Regions from separate parts of the Mus musculus genome. Here region 2 is linked to region 1. Evidence: chromatin contacts called from public HiChIP or PLAC-seq data. All regions are on one chromosome and are shown on one strand. Each heading gives the region's core, a stretch centred on a gene start, on an enhancer-like site or on the middle of the called end of the contact. The rest is flanking DNA. Distances are from core to core; before and after follow the strand shown.

Evidence for each region. HiChIP or PLAC-seq counts read pairs in DNA pulled down with a chosen protein or histone mark.
Region 2: a contact with region 1 is called in an H3K27ac HiChIP or PLAC-seq map of embryonic stem cells, with 9 read pairs. The contact joins two enhancer-like sites. A contact is called at or near these places in 13 of 39 promoter capture datasets (the 3T3-L1 cell line, 3T3-L1-derived adipocytes, the C10 cell line and 7 more), 11 of 484 Hi-C or Micro-C datasets (the C2C12 cell line, CD4 single positive thymocytes, DN3 thymocytes and 6 more), 5 of 115 datasets of contacts at active chromatin or transcription factors (embryonic stem cells and pancreatic cancer cells) and 3 of 9 other capture datasets (adipose tissue, liver and pancreatic islet).

The regions. Positions count from the first base shown.
Region 1 is chr16:8,704,485-8,709,560 of GRCm38.p6, forward strand. It overlaps Usp7 (ubiquitin specific peptidase 7), which reads right to left. Exons shown (of 31, transcript NM_001003918.2): 5 at 4,375-4,463; 6 at 3,154-3,262; 7 at 2,115-2,245; 8 at 1,602-1,656; 9 at 620-700; 10 at 444-534. Among named protein-coding and RNA genes, the nearest start is that of Gm5767, 26 kb to the left of the region's middle. Within about 2 kb of position 2,132, at least 7 of the 459 cell types and tissues checked have an H3K27ac peak or open chromatin away from gene starts, as enhancers often do. A contact at or near this core is called in embryonic stem cells, where this site is marked.
Region 2 is chr16:8,780,756-8,785,404 of GRCm38.p6, forward strand. No RefSeq gene overlaps it. Among named protein-coding and RNA genes, the nearest start is that of Gm25805, 17 kb to the left of the region's middle. Within about 2 kb of position 2,701, at least 56 of the 459 cell types and tissues checked have an H3K27ac peak or open chromatin away from gene starts, as enhancers often do. A contact at or near this core is called in embryonic stem cells, where this site is marked.

The DNA of each region.
Region 1 (5,076 bases), core at 882-3,381:
ATGATGCTGAGCCTGCCATAAATGCAAGCAGGAAATGAATGAGAGCAATGGCCTGAACCTGTAGAAAAGCAATACGGTAGATAAAAGCCCCTAAAATGAACACTAGGTGATGATCAAGCCACTAGTCCTGTAAGGATCACATGAAGCACACAGGAACAAGATGCTGAAAAAGGCTCAGACTACAACCAGGCCAGCCCAAGCTGCTGAATGCTAGAGTGTTTCCTCTGATGGGGAGGGGGTCCAGGGCTTGGGCAGGCCACAAGAGGCTTCCAGGCAGCTGGACACACGGCTCTTGAGAGTTGGATACACAGAAGCAGGTAGTCACCCAATGTGCTGTGTGCTTAAGATGTCACTCCCTGCATCTAACCTTAATTATAACACAATCCCTGTTCCTAATGAGACACTGAGCGAGAGCAGCAATGAAACATGAAAACAAGACTTACTGTTTTTCTTTCCTTTTATACTTAGCTGGATATCATAATAATCTTCTCTCCTATCAGAACGGTAGTCTACGTCTTTGCACTGAATATAGGACTGTAAGTAAAGAGAGGCAGCGTCAGCACTGGCTGCCAGTCTGTCAGTCTCCCAAAGCCACTCTTTAAAGCGCATGCTCACATACCACCATTTTGCCTCGGAATAACTTTGGAATGGTGCCCTCTACACAGGTGCCTTTCATCTTATTTTCCACATTATCAAGCAACTGAAAGAGAAGATTTGCGCATTAAAAACAACTTATACTTGAGTAATGCATAGTAATTTAACACTTTACTTGGAAATGCCAACAAAGAATTTCTAGACTATAAATATATTACCTTTGGCATGCAATTATTTAAAAAAAAAACATACAAAATCTTTCTTGGCTGGATTTTGTTGCTTTTACAAAAAATATCTCCATGCAATAGTTGAGGTTAACCTTTTACACAGTCTTTGGGATGAATTAGTAATCTCGAGTGCCTTTAGAAGCATTTTTTTATGTTTATTTTACCTCTGTGGAAAAGCATGTAAATTGATCACTAAACTTAACTCGGAATGGTCCACACCAAGAGATTAATGAGGTTGAGCCTGTCAACAGGATTGACTGGTTTGTCCATGGATATTTAATGAACTGATTCAATCCAGCTAGTGCTGCAAAAAAGAAAACACACCTTGCCCAGCCAATCACCTTGAACATCCATTCCAAGTCTGCGTGAGCACGCTTCTATGTCCTTCCTCAATCCAGGAACGAATGACTAGTGACTAATGGGGACAGGCAACAGCACCACCTCTGTAGTGCCTGCAGCTGCCTAATCAAAGTGAGTTTCCCTTGATTTGTGACTCCTTTGCATATGCTCAGGCAATCAGTGAGAAACCCACTACTCACAGCTACATCTGCTCAACCTTCCCCAGCATCACATCACCTTCTGACTCAGTTTCCCACAGTTCGAAACTAGACGAGCCCTAAACCAGGCATGTTGGTGGGATCCCAGCACTCTTTTAACTCTGGCCTACACATCAGTCCTAAGCCAAGGTAACCTTAGTCTTAGTTGTGAAACTACTTGGTAAAGACCTCTAGCATTGTCTCATTCACTTTGACAACCAAATAGTTGCTGCTTGAAACTTACCACTCGACAAAGCTCTTGAACATCGTGTTGCATGAAGCTATCTAAAGTTTCCCACCTTTCAAAGAGAAAAGGAGTATCGACATTTCAATTTCTGAATTTCAAGGGAGTAAATTAAGATGCAATCTAGACTGCAAACTAAATTCAATTAACCTCTAGCCTCAAATTCAGTAGGTAGTTTTTTTTTTGTATGTAAAGAATATCTTGGGGATTGTCATAATGCAAAGATTAAACTGAATTTTATTAGCAGTCAGTGAAAATTTTAAATTTTTTAAAATCTAAAAGGTGGTAACTACAAGTCACATACACTTCAATGCAAGACACGCCCCTTTGTCAAAAAGCAAAGTGGTGAAATCTTTCAGGAAAAACTCTAACACAAAGCCTTACTTCCAAAGAGGGAAAGGATAGAAGCCCTGGGGCCAGCCCTGAGCCTGCCTGAGCCAGATGCCGGTCTCTCCTGTCTCCACTCTGTCCCTTACACAGAAAGCAGAATGGAGGCGGATTGCTGATACATACCCAAATGACTTTGTGAGCTTTTTTGTTCCTACGGGCTTATCGCTGTGCTGTAATTCATAGAACACTCTTTGTAATGCTAAAGGGACGCTTTTAGATGAATCATCGCCCTCTGTTGGCATCATGTACACAGCCTAAAAGAATTGATTTAGAAGTGTTTAATTTTAGGTAAAAGTATCATTTCTAATATCATAAGGAGTAAAGCAATTTGCTAGGGGCTCAAGTTTGTAAAACCATCAAATGTCTGTAGAGACAATTTAGAAAAAACTTAAGTCACCTACAGCTCCCCCTGCACTCACTCCCTGGGGTGTGCACATTTAACCCTGCCAGTGTCTAGGCACCAGAGAGGATGAAATGCAGATGGCACTCAAGCTACCACTCTGCGAGCTTCCACCTCAAGAGCAGCTGTCGCAGAAGCGAGCAGATGAGACACACATACAAGTACCTTCTCTGTCCTACTCCATACTGTCTGCAGTCAGAAAAGCACCACCCTCCATCATTAGCCTCAAACTGCTTATTATGAAGCCGAGGCAGGAGGACCACAAAGACTACTAAGTGACTAAAGCCAGTCTAGAAGCATGTGTAGACACCTCCTCTCCCGAACATTATGAAGAGGGTGTGGAGCTGGCTGTGGTGCCACCTATCTTTAATCCCAGCACTCCACATTAACCAGGCAGGCAGATCTGGTTAATGTGGAGTGATCTCTGGCCAGCCTGTCAGCTACAAGAGAGCCAGTACTACACAGACTCTAAATAAGGTCAGAGGGAGCCTGGGAATAAATATACTTTAAAGGTAGAAACATTAGCCCTAAAATCAATTAATTGTTATCATTATGGTGTTTCTATTTTTAAATTTGATCACATCAATTAGCTCCAAGACCAGGTGGTCCCCACCACCACCAGAGACTAAAGGCATCCTGGCAAGGCCTCCCTGCAGAGAAAAGGGCTGCTGTCTGGGGAGGTAAGAGAGTATCTGCTGGGCCTTTAACATACCTTGCAGAAGAGAAGGCAGAAAGCTGCTGAAAGGAATACTATTCATTTACCTTTCGTAACTGATTTGTGAAAAACAAGGTCTGCAGCAAGCTATTCATGTAACACGTTGCTCCCTGATTCTTTAAGCCGACATAGCCAGTATGCTTCTTTGAGTCCCACCTGAAAGACAGTCCAAGTTTGAAGGTCCACTGCCAGGGATACCTGGCTTCTACAATATATAGGGCTCAGTTGGCCATTCGCCCTGGCACCTGTACAGCTGATCCATCACATGTCATCTTCTGCTATCTAGCATGCTGACAAAGAAACACTGACCATTCCTCTAGGCACAACACTAGGAACTGAGGCCTCGCTCACACTACACGGATCTTTCACTGCCATAGACACTCACACTCAATTTCAGCGTTCACCTAACAGTCTCCTAACAGTTCTCAGCACCACTGTCATTTATAAAGGTCAGCACTCAAGACACCGGGGGCTACCTTTTACATCAAATGTGACTACAGATCGATGATCGATCTCAATCTCTCTCTCTCTCTCTCTCTCTCTCTCTCTGTCTGTCTGTCTGTCTCTCTCTCTCTCACACACACACACCCCAAAAATATGAATGCCTAATGTGTATAAGACGTGGCAGACAACCCCATCACCAAATCTATAGAAATACATTTATGCAGAAGACAGGAATGTAGATTTTCAGGTTTTAGAATGCATTTTTAAACCTCAAGGGCAGCAACTCTTTGTTATGCTGAATGGCTACTTAAAATGGTAGTCTAAGCTGTGTCCCAGATATTTTCAACCCATGTGACCACCCAGCAGAGAGAAATCTACTGCTAAACAGAAAACTACTACTTCTTCCCAGCAAACTTCTGATCCGGCTACATATCTAGCATGCTGACAAAGGAACACTGACAACACCAGAGAGGACGAGTGACTGCAGTCCCAGGGCCTGGCCAAGAGCCCAGAGTTGAGCCTCACACCTACAAAGGGACCTACCTGTCAGTAGTCCCCAGTACATTTCCTGTGACAGGTTTTCATACCTGTGCAGTCTTCAAAATAAAAGCAAACAGCCACACACATGAAGGCCCTGGTTTCTTTATAGATAACACTGTGACTGGAAAACCAGTGCTGGCTGGTAGAAAACCCACTGGTAAGGGTATAAAGTAGGTAACTATGATGTTGAGTATAGGGGCAAACTCAAGACGGTTAGCATCTCTTAGGCATATTCTCGTGTGTCACAGAACAGTACAGGAGAACCTAACTGGACAAAAACTTACGCAACTCCATGGGGAGCATCTGCCTGTACAAAAACTTCAAAGGTGACTTTGTCATCATCGATGAATCCTTTCTCAGGATCAGTCACTTCCTGTAAAATAAAAATATCAACTCGCATAAGAATACACAAGATCAACCTTACTCAAAAGAAGCAACTGTCTTTGTACTCTGCACTCAGTAAAGTACTACTTCAAAATGTAATGGGGCGCTCCTTTAACATTTTTGCACAGCTTTGCCCTTTTTTGTTTTAAGAGCTTTGCAAAGGTCAAGGTGCCTAGGGTTTACCGTTACAGCCTGAGTGAGCTGGTGAGAGTCTGAAGTACTCTGACTAGAGAGCAACATGCCAAGACCCACCACTAGCCACTTCTACAGAAAGGGGCCCCAAGAAAGATCACCCCTACCAGGAAGGATTTCCACCATGTGACTAAAACATGCTTCAGTGGGCAGGAGAAACAGCTCTGCCAACAGGTTTGCTGCTGTCATGGGAATCAGAATTTGGTCCTAGCACCCACACCTCACAAATGCCATGGCTCTAACCCCAAAGAATCTGACAAGCAGTCCTGGCCCATGTGGCACTCTCATACATATACAAACAAGTTTGTGAAAGATGTTCTAAAACTTCATACTCGTTGCCAGGTGGTAGTGGCCCACAACTCTATTTCCAGCACTTGAGCACTCAGGATGCGGAGGCAGAGGCCAGCCTG
Region 2 (4,649 bases), core at 1,451-3,950, 77 kb after region 1:
AAGAATTTCAGCAGGGTATTCCCAAGTGGGATGGAAAACATGTCCTTAATCAGAGGATAGGTGTCCCTCCTCGTGAGAGGAGCTTGCTGCTATGGCTTTGTAGCAATAGTAAACCAAGCAGGCAGCTTGCCGAGCCAGTGGAGGAGACAGGAGAAAGGGGAGGTGTCTGGGTGGACGTGGCAGACTGCGGGAGCCAGAAAAGCATATCCAGGGTGTGGCAGTGCCCAGGTGAGGACAGAGCAGGACAGAGCCCAGAGAGGCATCTAAAATGTAGTCTAATGGTTAGAGCAGGTAGAGGGACGCAGCAGCTAAAAAACTGGACTCTAGACTTTGGAATCACATCTTGTGGGAGGCAGAAGCCTGCAGAAACAATCTGTACATATTTTTGGAGATTCAGGTTAGCAGCTTGGTTTGGAGCCTGGGAGGGAACTCATTCATGCCACTCCGTAGTTCTGCCACCAGATGAATGAAAGTAAGAAATAAAGAGGCAAGGACATGACTGCTGCTGGGGATGGTGGAGGAGAAAGTTTACTGGAGATAAAAGGGAGGGGGAGCATAATCAGAGGAGGAGACATCTGGGCGGGTCCAACGCAAACTCGACCAATGAACAGTGAACCAGGCCATGTGAGCAGAAGGGGAGGGGACAGCGGGGAGTCAGACCAAATGGCCACGAAGGTAAAGAGTGGATGAACAGACCAGGTAACCAAAATGACTGGAACATATAGGGAAGGGCAGCCCAGCCTCTAAGCTGGAAAAGTTTAGGGTAGGGGGCAGGGTATGCTAGTCATACCCTGTAACAATAGGGACTAAGGGATGCTTGGAGAACCTGGTGGACACGTCTGCATTGATGTGTTAAGTACAACTCAGTGTTTGTCCTGGGTATGAGACCTAACTTTTTTTTTGTCTTAATCTTAAAAATATTTGACACTTTTGTATTATACTTTGAAATTTGATTTTAAAAAACATTTACCTTAATATATTCTTTTATTTATGATACTTTATTATGATAAAATATTATACTACATATAATAAATATTTAAAGATTTTATTATTTTATGTATGTGAGTACACTGTCGCTGACACACCAGAAGAGGGCATTGGATCCCATTACAGATGGTTATGAGCCACCTTGTGGTTGCTGGAAATAGAATGCCAATTTCTGGAAGAACAGTCAGTGAGTGTCCAGCCCCATAATATACTTTTTTATTATTGTAAAAGTATTTCTTTTCATTTTCTTGAGACATGGCCCGAGTTCTTTCCTAGCACTTCATAAAACTAGGCAAGGTGGCACACCACTCTAATTCTTCAACTTGGAAGGTGCTGGGCCTGGTAACACAATGCCTTTAATCTCAGCACTTAGGAGGCAGAGGCAGGAGGATCTATGAGAATTTGAGGTCAGCCTGGTCTACATAGCAAGTCTCAGGACGACAGAGAGAGACCCTGCCTCAGAGCAAAACAAATGTATATGTAGTAGTCTTCCTGCCTTGCCTGGTCTCTTCCCAATTTTTCGACTTGAGATGCTTGAATTTTTTTTACTGTTCTTACTCTTATACAGTTAGTCGGTTCTTTCGGGGAGTATTTGTGCATATCCTAGCAACTATTTCTATATATTCTCCCACTTCCCACGAACACACTTTAAATGTTTTCTTAAGAAAAAATTAAACAGAAGAAAAGTAGAGGAGACTGATGAAGAGCAGAGCTAAGGACCCACCTTGGTCCTTAAGCCTCAACCACTCTCTCTCTCTCCCTCCCTCCCTCTCAAAAAAAGGTCTCCCTAGATAGCCTTGGCTCCTAGATAGCCTCAACTTCATGGAGATCGACCTTTCTCTGCTTCCTGAAAGTTGCGGCTGAAAGTATGTGTGCCACCCTGCCCAGCCTCCAGCTTTCTCTCCCTCCTCCTCTTCCTCCGGTTTTTGGCAGTGTTGGAATTCAAACCCAGAGCTCCTTGCCTACTAGGCAAGCACCCACCACCAGTCTAAAGGTGAAGCAGTAATTTATTTGTTTGGTTGGTTTGGTTTTTTTGAGTCAGGGTTTCTCAAACTCAGAAATCCACCTGCCTCTGCCTCCTCAGTGCTGGGATTAAAGGCATGCACTACCACGCCCAGCTATGAAGCAGTAATTAGTTAACCGTTCCATGTTCCTGATGGGTGGCATTCGTGCACTCGCCCAAGAGCTATCTGGATTCCTGAATGGAACACACACACACACGCACTAGTTAATTTAAATGTGCCTTGACTAGCTTAATGGTTGGGTGTTTCTTTTTTTTTTTTTTTTTTTTTTTTTGGTTTTTCGAGACAGGGTTTCTCTGTATAGCCCTGGCTGTCCTGGAACTCACTTTGTAGACCAGGCTGGCCGTGAACTCAGAAATCCGCCTGCCTCTGCCTCCGGAGTGCTGGGATTAAAGGCGTGTGCCACCACGCCCGGCTGGTTGGGTGTTTCTAAATCCTTCCTGCTGCTTGCAAACACTCCCCTCCGGTACTCCTGAGTTACATCTTTTAAAATCTGTATTTCATCTCTGTTACCCCAAACACAATTGGGGAAGTGGTCCAAGTGGCCACTTTCCCTGATTCTCACGTGTCCGCGGGCCTTTAGGTCTGGTCTTTCTTCCCCATCATGGCGATCTTTGCCGCCTTCCACTCTCCCAGTCCCTAGCCCATGCAAATCCAAAGGTCCCGCCTCAGTCTACCTGCCCAGCCATTGGCTGTTGCCTTTTTATTGATCGACCAAAAGCCAATTGGGGACAAGGACCTTCAGCATTCGGACATGTAGATCCTGATTTTGAGGGCTGGATTAATTCAAAGCAATAGAACAAACCCGCAACGTAAGTGCTCAATTATTTCTTTTTAGGGAGAAAAAAAATACACTGAATCATGTAGCTGTATTCTAAAGGACGCTGCTGGAAACCCTCCTCTCCTGCCTCAACCGGAAGTTGCTAGTTTATTCACCAGCTACTTCCGGGTGCCCCACAGGACTTCCTTCCGTTTCAAGTGAATTCTGGAAGTTCTGGCTTTCTCCATCATCGGTCCCCAATTCAACCCTCACCTTCCTCATCATGGCAGTTTCTGACAGGTTTCTTTGTGTGTCTAGAGTTCACAAACTCAAGTTTAAGGAACTAAGCAGTGCCAGGGAGACTTGAATCTTTCTTTGCATAGTTCTGCAATAAGATAATCCTGAAATACCAAAAAGTCTTTCTCTGTCTCTGTCTCTCTCATATTCTCTCTCTTTCTCTCTCTCTCTCTACATCTCTACATAGCCCTTTGCTAAAAAGTTCAGGTCAGACTGAATTGATATGGGGCTTCAGAAATGCCTTTGCAGTTAAAAGTACTGGCTGCTCTTCCAGAGGACCGGGGTTCAAATCTCAGTACCCACATTGCAGCTCACAACTAACTGCCTATAACTCTAGTTCCAGAGGTCTGACACCCTCACAGAAATATGTACAGGCAAAACACCAATGACTATACCATAAAAATCAAATTTAAAAACAAAACTTAAGCCGGGCGTGGTGGCGCACGTCTTTAATCCCAGCACTTGGGAGGCAGAGGCAGGCGGATTTCTGAGTTCGAGGCCAGCCTGGTCTACAAACTGAGTTCCAGGGCAGCCAGGGCTACACAGAGAAACCCTGTCTCGAAAAGAAAAAAAAAAAAAAAATGCTTTTTATTTTAGCCTCAATATTGCTGGTAGGTAATAAGGAGTGGTGGAAACTGGCAAACTGTATACCCTAGGCTGGTCTCAAACTCTTGGGGGAGCTGAGGATGATCTTGATCTTGATCTTCCTGCTTCTGCTCAAAGGGGCTGGGATTACAAGATCTGCCACTTTGCCTGCTTAGTGCAGTCCTGGAGACTGAACATGTATCATGATTATGAGGGGAGTGCTTTCTAAAGGATCTTTTGCTCCCCCTCAATTTTTGTTTTTATTTTATTAACTTTGTGTATGTGTGTATGTGTGTGTGTGTGTGTGTGTGTGTTTAGACATGTACATGTCATAGCACAAACTCAGAGGTCAAAGGACAACTCCCAGGAGTCACTTTTCTCCCTCCATGCTGGGTTTCAGAATCAAACATCAGGCTTGAATAACAACCACTTTTACCTCACAGACACATTTTGTTGGCCAACGTTAGATGTTACAGGAACAATTCAGGATGTGGCTCAATTTAAGGAAATACAGTCTACCTCACTGGGAAGGCCTGGCATAGAGCCCAGGGCGGTGTGTTGACATCTCAGACCAGGAAGTGAACAGAAGGGAGCTAGAAGGAGGACCATGTCGGAACACTCAAGGCTTGCTTGACCCACTTCCTCCAGCCAGAATCTGAAAGACTCCACTACCTCCCCAAGTGTTCATAAGGTATTTTATGGGAGATATTTTACATCCAGACCAAAGTACAAGATTTGTCTATGTATACCAGGCTAGCCTGGAACCTGCTACCCATGTCCTTCAAGCTCCTGAGTGCTGGGATGAACAGCCTGTGCCACCACAGCCTGCTGTCCTAGGATTCTTATACACTCTCCATATACCCCCGGTATCTCAGTGAGAGGAACTGAGTTGATAGTTTATAGCATCCCAGGGATGGTCCAAGAGCTCTAGGGAGGAGCCATAGGTTTCTGGTTTTGGGAGATAGGGTTTCTCTGTGTAGCACTGGCTGGCCTAGAAT